Regions from separate parts of the Sus scrofa genome. Here region 1 is linked to region 2. Evidence: chromatin contacts called from public HiChIP or PLAC-seq data. All regions are on one chromosome and are shown on one strand. Each heading gives the region's core, a stretch centred on a gene start, on an enhancer-like site or on the middle of the called end of the contact. The rest is flanking DNA. Distances are from core to core; before and after follow the strand shown. Region 1 holds the start of NPL (N-acetylneuraminate pyruvate lyase (dihydrodipicolinate synthase)). Region 2 overlaps RGSL1 (regulator of G-protein signaling protein-like).

What was found. HiChIP or PLAC-seq counts read pairs in DNA pulled down with a chosen protein or histone mark.
Region 1: a contact with region 2 is called in an H3K27ac HiChIP or PLAC-seq map of alveolar macrophages. The contact joins the promoter of NPL here to the enhancer-like site in region 2. A contact is called at or near these places in 1 of 47 Hi-C or Micro-C datasets (fetal skeletal muscle) and 1 of 2 datasets of contacts at active chromatin or transcription factors (alveolar macrophages).

The regions. Positions count from the first base shown.
Region 1 is chr9:124,095,966-124,101,961 of Sscrofa11.1, reverse strand. It overlaps NPL (N-acetylneuraminate pyruvate lyase (dihydrodipicolinate synthase)), which reads right to left and starts at 3,867. Exons shown (of 11, transcript NM_214071.1): 1 at 3,800-3,867. The coding sequence starts at 3,867.
Region 2 is chr9:123,809,887-123,815,369 of Sscrofa11.1, reverse strand. All of the region lies in intron 1 of RGSL1 (regulator of G-protein signaling protein-like), which reads right to left. Among named protein-coding and RNA genes, the nearest start is that of TEDDM1, 39 kb to the right of the region's middle. Within about 2 kb of position 3,904, at least 4 of the 83 cell types and tissues checked have an H3K27ac peak or open chromatin away from gene starts, as enhancers often do. A contact at or near this core is called in alveolar macrophages, where this site is marked.

The sequences.
Region 1 (5,996 bases), core at 2,618-5,117, 290 kb before region 2:
CTGGGGGTCAAGAATCCAGACATGTTAACTGAAATCTATTTAACTCTGTTCTTTCTGCCAGCTTCCCCACTCTAGGACATCAACTCATATTCAGAGTTGAATTGTTAGAATTATATAGGAAAAAGGATACAGGGAAATCATACTTAGCCATTCTGAATCGTGGAGGCCATAGTTTTTGTGTGCATTGTGTTTTTTAAGGTCACACCCACAGCATACAGAAATTTCCAGGCTAGGGGTCAAATTGGAGCTATAGCTGCTGGCCTACACCACAGCCACAGCAACATGGGATCCAAGCCGCATCTGCAACCTATACCACAGCTCATGGCAATGCTGGATCCTTAACCCCCTGAGCGAGTCCAGGGATCGAACCACATCCTCATGGATACTAGTTGGGTTCGTTATTACTGAGTCACCCAGGAACTCCTGGAGGCTACAGTTTATTCTAAGAGCCAGGTTAGGAAAACTCCCATAATAGAATTTCCAGGTATTAGATTCCATGTGACTCTCCTTTTTTTTTTTTTTTTTAATTTTAAAAAATTAAATAGGGAGTTCCACTTGTGGCTCAATGGAAATGAATCTGACTAGTATCCATGAGGACTCAGGTTTGATCCCTGGCCTCGCTCAGTGGGTTGGGGATCTGGCCTTGCTGTGAGCTGTGGTGTAGGTCGAAGACACGGCTCGGATCTGGTGTTGCTGTGGTTGTGGTGGAGGCCAGCGGCTGCAGCTCAGATTCAACCCCTAGCCTGGGAACCTCCATATGATGTGGGTGTGGCTCTAAAAAAATTTAAAAAATAAAAAAAAATAAAAAAGAAAGGAATGGGATTTTTAAAAATAACACTATATTTTTTATTTTTATTTTTTGTCTTTTTAGGGCCACACCCACTGCATATGGAAGCTCCCAGGTTGAGGGCAAATCAGAGCTGCAGCTGCTGGCTTACACCAGAGCCACAGCAACCTGAGATCCCAGGCACATCCGCGACCTACACCACAGCTCACAGCAACTCTGGATCCTTAACCTACTGAGCAAGGCTGAGGACTGAACCTGCATCCTCGCAGATACTAATTGGGTTCTTAACCCACTGAGCCATAGCCACAACGGGAACTCCAACATTCCCTTTCTTACATTATCTTTCATCATAGTCTATCCCAGGAGGTTGGATATTATTCCCTGTGCTATACCATAGGACCTCACTGCTTATCTATTCTAAGTGTATTAGTTTGCATCTACTAACGCCAAACTCCCAGTCCATCCCACTTCCTTCCCCTCCCCCTTGGTAACCACAAGTCTGATCTCTATGTCTGTGAGTCACGTGACTCCTCTTTCTGTCTTGTCTCTTAGAAACACATCAGACCTACAGATTCCTCTGTGGGCAGGTAGGTTAATGCCCACCTGCTCTTGGTAGGTGTTCCAAACCTGCTTAATACCTGTGAGAATGTCTGGATACAGCAAGTGGTGGGAGAAAAGGGGACTAACATCACTTAGAGGCCCATTATGTGCTATGTACTAACACCTATTTAATTTAATTTAATGAGCTTTAACTTAATTTGAATCCTTGCAAGGCCTGCACAAAAACTGCATTCTTTTTTTTTTTTTTTTTTTTTTGTCTTTTTGTCTTTTGTCTTTTGTTGTTGTTGTTGCTATTTCTTGGGCCGCTCCCGCGGCATATGGAGGTTCCCAGGCTAGAGGTTGAATCGGAGCTGTAGCCACCGGCCTACGCCAGAGCCACAGCAATGTGGGATCCGAGCCGCGTCTGCAACCTACACCACAGCTCACGGCAACACCGGATCGTTAACCCACTGAGCAAGGGCAGGGACCGAACCCGCAACCTCATGGTTCCTAGTCGGATTCGTTAACCACTGCGCCACGATGGGAACTCCAAAAAAAAACTGCATTCTTATTTTGACTGCACATCTTAGGAAAGTGAGGATCTTAGAAAAGAATTCATGCAAAAAGAGGAAATAGTGTAATAGAGGCAACAGGGTCAGAGGTATTTGGGAAACAGAGAAGAATCTGGAAAAGCAGAGTCATTTTAGTTATCTCTAATTATGTAGGTCCTAGTGTCCCAAGAAAAGAGCAGAACAGCGTGTTAGAACACACACTCCGTGGGTGCCAGATGAACAAATGAGACCCTGAAGAAGCCACTTCTAGGCTTAGAGGGTCTGATTAAAAAGGTTAAAGTGGCATCAACCAGATGTAGTGTTCTGAGCTTGCAAACAGGATCTTACTCCATAACAGGAAGTAAATCTTGTCTGCTCATGCAATCACATGCCTTCTGTTTCATCTGCCCAACAAGTAGCGGACACACTGACAAAGAGCTGACTACAGTTTTTCTTAGGGCTTGCAGAAGCAGAGAAGCAACGGAAACAAAAAAAATTGCTACTAACCACTGAGTAATTTATATGCCGTCTCAGCAAGAATTGTATTTAGACCTAGTAAAGATGTGATTATTTGTGAATATTAGAAGTTAGAAGATTATCTGAAGATCTAAGGGAAAACTGTGGTATGACCAACCTTGAACGAAAATACTAAAAAAAAAGAAATTTCATCTGCTTTAAAGGAACAGGGTTAGGGTTTACAAATTCAGCAATGGAAGATCAAAAGCATAAAAGCTTTACTTAAAGATATCTTAAATACCTCATCTCCTCTTGACCGCTGCCTCATGCCACCAGGACAGTTCAAACTTATTGACCTAAGTACATACTGACCTGTGCTAAGTACTATTATATGGATTATCTCATTTTTACACTCATAACTCCATGATGCAGGTACGACTAAAATTACATTTTATAGATGAAGAAAGAGGAAGCTTAAAGAAGACAGAATTCTGGCTGCTTTGTTAGAATGACTCCTCTAATGGGTCAAAAACATTTAGATCCAGAAGGTGGAGGACTCCCCACCTGGTTAATGGCAATGTCCTGGGAGGCCTTCTATTATTGCTGATGGAGACCCAGGGCATGTGACCACTAGCTGAGAGTACCAGCAAAAGGATGGCCATAATATTCATCTGGAGGGCAAAATGCCTGCTTGGGTAAGGATTTCTCAACAATCATCTGCTCCCCAACATTTAACCAATTTTTTTTTTCCTTTTTATGGCCACACTTGTGACATATGGACGTTCCTGGGCCAGGGGTCTATTTGCAGCTTCAGCTGCTGGCCTATAGCACAGCCACAGCCACGCTGGATCCAAACCACACCTGCAACCTATGGTGGAGTTTGCGTCAATGCCAGATTCTTAACACACTGAGTGAGGCCAGGGATGGAACCTGCATCCTCACAGAGACAATGCTGGGTCCTTAACCAGCCAAGCCACAATGGGAACTCCTAACCCATGTTGAAATGAGACTGTAAAACATGCCTTAAGGTGTCCATCTGGCAGCCACCTTCCCCACTTTGCTCTGGGTAGGACATTTTCATCATGTCTATGAATGGTCTGGAGACAGGGTTTAGAGGCCAGAGATTGACATCAAATCCTGCTAAAATGAGACTCTCCTCACCCAACTCCACCAGCCTTATGTGGGAAGGCCAGGGTTCCAATGAAATCCAAGGAGAATTTGCTTTGTGGAGCTAGACACTGGGAGGAGGGTGAGCCGCCATATCTTACCTTGTCTCTTTCTGCACTGCTTGCGAGGCAGAGATCTCTTCTCTGACTTGGGGCCAGAGAGAGTGAGGGGGGGATGACTGGCGGAAGCTGCCACTTGGCAATGGTGCCACAGAGCCGCGAAGTCGAAGCAACCTGCTATAGAGACCTACCGTCCTCTGCAGTGGAGGGAGAGCCCTTTAGTCCCAAGCCATAGTTACCCATGCTCAGTCATCGGCGTGATGGTCGCGGCCACGAGACCTTGAAGTTTCTTCTTCGGGGAGGCCATTGAGCTGCTGACAAAGTCTGGAAAACATACAAGGGAATTCTCTCTTTCAAGGACTGTCATTAATGATAAAACTCCTGGGCAAAGTCCATTCCTACATAGCTTAGAACTGTGAAAAATGCTTACAAGAACACAAACACCCAGAGCAAATGAGAACAATGTAAAACATTAGTGCTTCATACTAGAGAGGAGGAAACTCTTTTTTTTTTTTAAAGACAGGAAAGGTGGGGACAAGAAGAGAGAACTGTTCTAGAAAAACAGCCTTGGAAAGGGCTCCCATTTTACCTACGTAGGGGATGGTAGCAATCTGAAATCTCAAAGAGCAAGGGTGAACAGCAGCAGACCCAGGAAAGAATATGAACCTAACTCAGAGAGGTTGAGTATATAAAAAATTACTGTTACTCAGGTTGAAATATGGGGGGGGGAGAAAAGGGATATTCTTATCTCTTTCCATAACTTCATACCATTAAGGGAGAATCTGCCCTAAAGCCAGTTCTTAAGTCTTAAGGCTTCAGTGTGATCTAAATAACACTAATAAGATCTTTCATATTCTAGTTTTGTTCAGTTCTTCCCAGCTCTAGTAAGCCACATCACAAATATTCTTTTACCCTTAGACCAAGCTCCCTCAGGGCCAGAAACAGACTGCATTTGCCTTTGCTTTCCCTGCACCGAGTGCTCTGCTGGACACCTTGTGTTCAGTAAAAAAGTGATGACTATGTGGGTGATTAAATGAGGTGTTCAGATGGTAGCTGGATGAGGACTTCCGCAGATGGTGAGATCACTGCTAAGACAGTGAACCTGGCCACACTCTCTGGGGCAAAGGGATCCCTCGCCACCTGGCCGAGAGTGTACCTACCCATAACCGTAAAAAAGCCAAGAAGGGAGTTCTCGCTGTGGCTCAGTGATAACAAACCCGACTAGCATCCATGAGTTCAATCTCTGGCCTCGCTCAGTGGGCTAAGGATCCAGCACTGCCACAAGCTGTGGTATAGGTCGCAGACGAGGCTCAGATTCTGCATTGCTGTGGTTGTGGTGTAGGCTGGCAGCAGCAGCTCTGATTCAACCTTATCCTGGGATCTTCCATATGCCACGAGTGTGGCCCTAAAAAGACCAAAAAAAAAAAAAAAAAAAAAAAAAAAAAGAAGAAGCCAAGAACTCATCTCAAACAGGCAATGAGAAGCAATAAAGCATCCTTGTTAACAGCCTGGATTCTACAAACAGATTGCCTTGTTCAACCCCCAACTTTGCCATTTAACTAATTACAGAAGCATTATTATTTTTTTGAGCTGTAAGACATAAAAACTTGAAGACACAAATGTAAAGTATAATTAGCAAAACAAAATAAAAACACAATCAGACAATTCTGGCTTACAGTTATACAAAAGATAGTTGGCTTAGAGCAAACACAGTGATGTCTACAGGTAATGAACAAGAGCGAGTATGTTATAGTTCTGAGGCTACGGGCGCATCTCAAAACCCAAAGCTCACTACACTTAACTCTGACCCACAGAATATAATACTTATGAACTATCATATTTTGTTTGCTCTTAGCTGTTTATCTCGTCTTCCCAAATAGGAGTATAAACTTCTGGAGTACAGAGGTTATATGTTCTATTTTTTTTTCTGTATCCCCCAAGATTTTCTGTATTCCCATGTGAGCCCTTGAAGCCAGAAACACGGCAAAACAAGGACAAAAACATGAAAGTCTATACCATATGGCAAAACACTGTTTTTATGGAAAGTCAACAGTGATACCACTCCCTTACAAACATCTATGTCCCTGGAGAGGTTTGTTCTGGAAATTGAGCCCAAATCCTTCAAGTAGCTTTGTTTTATATTGAAAGGCAACAAAGGGGAACCCTACCAGATATACAGGATACTAGGATTTCTCTGACTTTTCCTAGTTTGAAGATGAGATTAAATCCTGTTGGGAGGTTTTTTTTTTCTTCACTTTTTTTTTGTTTGTTTTGGCCATGCCCACAGCATGTGGAAGATGTGGAAGTTCCCAAGTCAGGAACTGAACCTGCGCCACAGCAGCAACCTGGGCTGCTGCAGTGACAACGCTGGATCCTTAACCTAGTGCACCACAAGAGAACTTCCTTTTGGAAGTTTTGAAACAGAAATGCAATCAT
Region 2 (5,483 bases), core at 2,655-5,154:
ATTATTAGTTATCTATCAAGAACTGGTTACATATAACCTTCTTGGTGAGCCAAGAATGGTAGAATTGACCACAACAGTCATGGTCATGTACCCCGTGTCATCATGTACAACCTTCCATCATGACAATGAACAAATCCTTGTTTTCACTCATCCATGCCTCTGCCTTCCTCACCAGACTGAGCTCCGTGAGAGGTGGGACTTTTGTCTTTTCATCTTCCTTCCTCTACACACTGAGATTGTTTGCACAATGTCTAAGTTCTGTAAATGTGGAATGAATTGTTCCTTCAAGAGAAGATCTGTAGTCTCTGGGGCTTTTGTTCATTTGTATGTCATTCACAAAGCCTGGCCTGGATTTGTTGAATAAGATTATTGAAGTGATCTGAGTGCAGAAAAGCAAAGTTTGGAAGAAATTTCTCAAGTGATGGTTTTCTATAGCCACACACTCTGTTGGTGACAAGGGGTTTGACGGGACAGTGCTTGGTATCAACAATCCAGTCTTCATGAAGTATAGGAACAAGCTCTCCACATCCTCCCTTTTCTCATCCTACTATTTCTTCATTCCTATTTTTCCATTCTCACCTCTTCTGCATTCAAACTTCATAATAATCTGAGAAGGTGCTTAGCATTCATTCCACACAACAGTAATACTGATTTGATAACAAAGAAATTGGCAGATAACCCCAAACCTCATGCTAGCCTTCTCTTTGGAGGAAGGCTGGCACATTATGGCCCCATATGCATTTTAATTCTTCCCTCTTAGTTATCCCTCCTAGTTGCCTTAGTTTTCTCATGATTGGGACCTTCTCAGATCCTCAAAGACCTGGTGGCATAAAGTGGGTGATGGCGAGAAGAGAAAGGAAAAAAAAGTCTGTGAACAATGTAAAATCTACATGTCCTGTCCCCAAATGACTCCCTCTTGCTCACTACTGGGAAAGAGGGAAATTTGCCTTATTTCACAGGCTCAAAGCCTCTCTCTCGGAGACTCACCAGCATTGCTCATGTTGCCATGCTCTTCCTGCCACTGTGATTGATTAAGAGCAGAATTAGCCCCCAGTCAACAGAACCCGCCCCTTGTGAATGCACAATGGCCCAGCCTGGAAGGGGTTCCAGATTCTATCAGGAGATGGTCTGTTTGCCTCTGGTACAGGACTCGGTCTAAAGATTTCTTGCTATTGCCTGATTTCCCGGAGTCCCTTGAACACACCAGACTCTTTGCCTACTTATTTTGTGTGCATTGACAGTTCTTCATCATTTTTTGTTTAATTATAAATGTTAAGTTCAAGTTCTCTTTAACTTGATTTTATGCTTTGAGGGAGTAGGCATCTGTTCATTTATTTCTGATATGCCCTTTTGATCTACTATCCTGGAAATGTAGCATGTATTTGACACATGTTTAATGGTTTGACTTGTCTCTCAGATAAGCTGGAAAAATCCAACCTAATATCCATGCTTGATTTTCCAGCCCCTCTCTTCCTTCCCAGGTAATTTCCTCTGGTTGGTTGTGGGTTACTATCCATCAGCTTTGAAAAGAGATTGAATAAACATTAGCTGAATGCCTTCTGTGAGGAAGAATTAGACGAGATGTTTATACTTTCTTCTCACTCAATTCTTAAGCCTACAAAACAGGGATTATCATCACCTCCTTTTCAATGAAAGACAGTAAATGCAACAGTGAGATTAGACCCTGCCTATGTGATTCAAGAGCCCATGTTATTTCACATGTGCCAGTAAATCAAACCTCCCCTTCACGTGAAAAATGTATTCTAATGCCCTTAGAAATAAATTTTAGACAAGAAGACACAAGTAGTTTAGAGACAGTAATTTTAATTATTTTGGTTGTGTTGGTAGATTTAAACCCAAGCATATAAAAATGTTTCTCTCTGCTTAAGTTTTATTCATGCAAATATACTTAAAATGTGTATTTTGTGTATGTTTTTTATTGAATAAAATGCTTAAATTTTGTTTTGCATTTATTTTAAAATCTGACATTAAATTTACAAGAGCCTTCTTAAGTTCTTAGGAGAAGAACTTTCTTTGTTAGCTTTGTAAATCTGCCTTCTTAGGTATTTAAAGTATTTTTAAATCATATTTTCTTCTCCTTCTACTTCTTCTTCTTCTTTTTTTTTGGTTGCGCCCACAGTATGTGGATGTTCCCAGGCCAAGAATCGAACCTGTGCCACAGAACAGTGACCCAAGCCACTGCAGTGACAATGCCAGATCCTTAACCCACTGTACCAAAGAGAATTCCTTAAATCATATTTTCAATTATGATATGAAATGTCTAAGGAATTTTAATTAACAAAATGGGAAAACAGTCTCTGTTTAGTAAATTTTGGTTTGTCAAATTTCATTGAAAAATAATGAGCAAATGAAAGCAATTATAAATAAAATTATGCATAAGTAATTCTATATGCCAAGTTTAAAAGCTTAATATTAATTGATTAAATGTGTACAATACTTATTGGATAGTGACTGCAATATAAGCAACTGCAAACATTTTGTTCCATATTTATTCATGTCCACACATCTAAGTTTAACAGGAAACAGACTTTCATTATGTTTACTAGATGCTTATGTATTTTTCTACCCTCTTCTTCATCCTTCATTTCTTTAAAATCGATACCTCAGTATAAATGGAGGGCCAGTGCCCCTTTCCCAGCCTATGGAAAGATAGTGCCCTCTGGTGGATTGTGGTAAAGATTACACCTTTCACTCCAAAATTCTACTTGTTTTTTTATTTTTGTTTTTTTCCCAGATTTATTTTCAACTGATTTTACATTCCAATGTGATTAGGGTTATTGTCAGAGTGCTCATACCTACTGGGATATGAAGAATACAGAAAGTTCTTTATCACCTAAACGGCAGGCCTGTCTAGTCCACTATTGTTATCTAGCCTCAGTATTAATCCTTTGTGGCTTTGAAGGTGCCTGCTACTATTTATTATTTTACCTCAAAGATACATCTTGTGATGAAGTTCCCTAGTGACCTATTGGGTTAAGGATCCATCCTTGTCACCACTGTGGCTGGAGTCACTGCAGGGGCACAGGTTTGATTCCTGGACTGGGAACTTCCGCACACCATGGGCATGGCCAAAAAAAAAAAAAAAAAAAAAAAAAAAAGGTACATGTTGTAAGACATAATATTTGGAGGCATTCATTTACTACGAGAGATGAGCTCATTAGTATCTCACGGGACCTCACAGGTACTCAGAAATGAGACAGATCTATCAAAAATTGTCTTTGGTATCTCTTCAACTTTTACCTTCCTAGAGAGATAATGCCTTGAAACAGTAATATTTGGGGTTTGCTTTTCTGCCCTTGTATGTAACTTTTTTTCCTAATTAGTAAAAGATATTGCTTCAGTGGGAGTTCCTGTTGTGGTGAAGCAGAAACAAATCAAACTAGTGTCCATGAGAATGCAGGTTTGATCCGTGGCCTAGCTCAGTGGGTTGGGGATCCGGCGTTGCCCTGAGCTGTGGTGTAGGTCACAGACATGGCTCAGATCCCGAGTTGCTGTGGCTGTGGTGTGGGCTGGCAGCTGTAGCTCCGATTCGACCCCTAGCCTGGGAACTTCCATATGCCATGGGTGTGGCTCTAAAAAGCAAAAAAAAAAAAAAAAAAAATCTATATATATATATAGAGAGAGATAGATAGATAGATAGATACACATTGCCTCAGAATGAGGTCAGATTGTACTAGCGAAGAAAAATCAATTATTAGATTAAAAAATTCAAAATATGCTTTTAATATGAAAAAGAGGAGGCCTGAGTAAAGTAGAAAACAGTTTTGCTGAATCACTAGAACAGACTGAAGAGGAAAAACAGATTCTCTATCACCCCCACCTCAGGGCACCAGAGGAGTTTCAACTAGGCCACAGGAAGGAAGAGCTGCAAGGCTGGGCGTGGCCTGCAAAGACACCCAAGGTTCCGGGCAAGAAACAACACGATGGGACCCAGAGGTGACAACCAGGAACAGGGCAGAACCTCCAGGGGAAACATGGACCTCCACGGTCACTGGGAGCAAGGAGAAGCCCTGGCGCTGAACCAGTGCCAGAGGAGGACTGTGTTTCCATGCTGGGGACCACAGCTCATCTCCTGTAGAGAGCAACATCGCTACTTAACCGTCTCACTAGTGCAAGGTGCAGGGCTCCTGTGGAGAGCTGCCACCTCGTCACACACTGGACGTCCCACACGTGCATTCTATCCCAAATTCTGAGACACTGCTGGGTCCCTGTAAACAACACTGGGAAGCACCTCCCTCCTTTACGATACTCAGAATGTTCACAAGCCCCCAAAGCCAGAGAGTAGAGGCCCTTAATCGCCAGAAAACAATTTACCCTGGCTACACCTTAACTTTGGAACAAGAAAATTAACAAGGAAGAATAGGGCCATAACCAAAGGAAAAGGGCAAAGGGGGAAACTGGAAGGATATTCTCTAGAATCCCTGCCTCACCCTTACTCCATCCTAAACACAGATAGATATTTTAGCCATGTCCAGAAGTGAGGAAAGCTTGCCAGCTTCTCCATACTCTGGGATGACAGGGAGAAAAGCAGAAGGAGTGGCATAAACACATTCTTTTGTAGGTCCCCAATAATACTCCCAAGAATTTCACTGCCCTTGACACCCAGCTACAGCATTATGTGACAGGACTAAATGTCTGGCTACCTGAAGCCAGTTTCTTAAGAGTTTTGAGTTTTAGGTGACCATTCAGAACCTACTTCATAGAATAGTTGTGGGATCAGAAAGAAAAGTGTGCAGAATAAACAAGCCACTGGATTTTATTTTGTATGAGAACCAGAAAGCCGTGGGTCTTACTTGGACATTGGTTGAAGTGTGTACAGAGCAAGGGGTTGATCTGTCCAGGTAGAAGAAACTGACAGGCTCTACACTTGGGGAGACGGGGATAGAGAAGTTCTGGAAGCAGAGGAATACTTTTGAGACCTCACTCTGTGCAGACTGCTGCTCTGTTCTACTAGACCCTGCAGAAGAAATGGCCTTTGAGGATGGTGGTGATGGTTTCACCATATATTTATGCCACACTCATCACAATGTATACATTAAATACTTCCAGGTTTTTTTTAATATTAAGTATACCTCAACAAAGCTTAAAAACCTACCCACCTTTCTGTTTGATAAACCATAAGGTAATCAAAAGAAGGACCTCAACAACAGTTCTAGGAGTGCTAGATGGTCAAAATAACAGTTAAGACTTAGTGTGAGTATGGACGTGATTCAGAAAGAGAAAGGATGAGGAGGTGGTTATCACGATGGGTAAATCACTATGCTGTACCAAAGACTGTAAATCACTACGATGGACTAAACATCAGCGACTAGTGGTAGGTATTCTACATGGTGGGCGAGGGATATTTATAAAGATCCAGAGGCAGGATATAGTACGTTTATTTTCACATTCTACAGGGTAGGGGGTGGGGCATGAGGTGTGCAGAGAAGCAGCGAGAACAGATCTGAAGAGAGGTGGTGGTA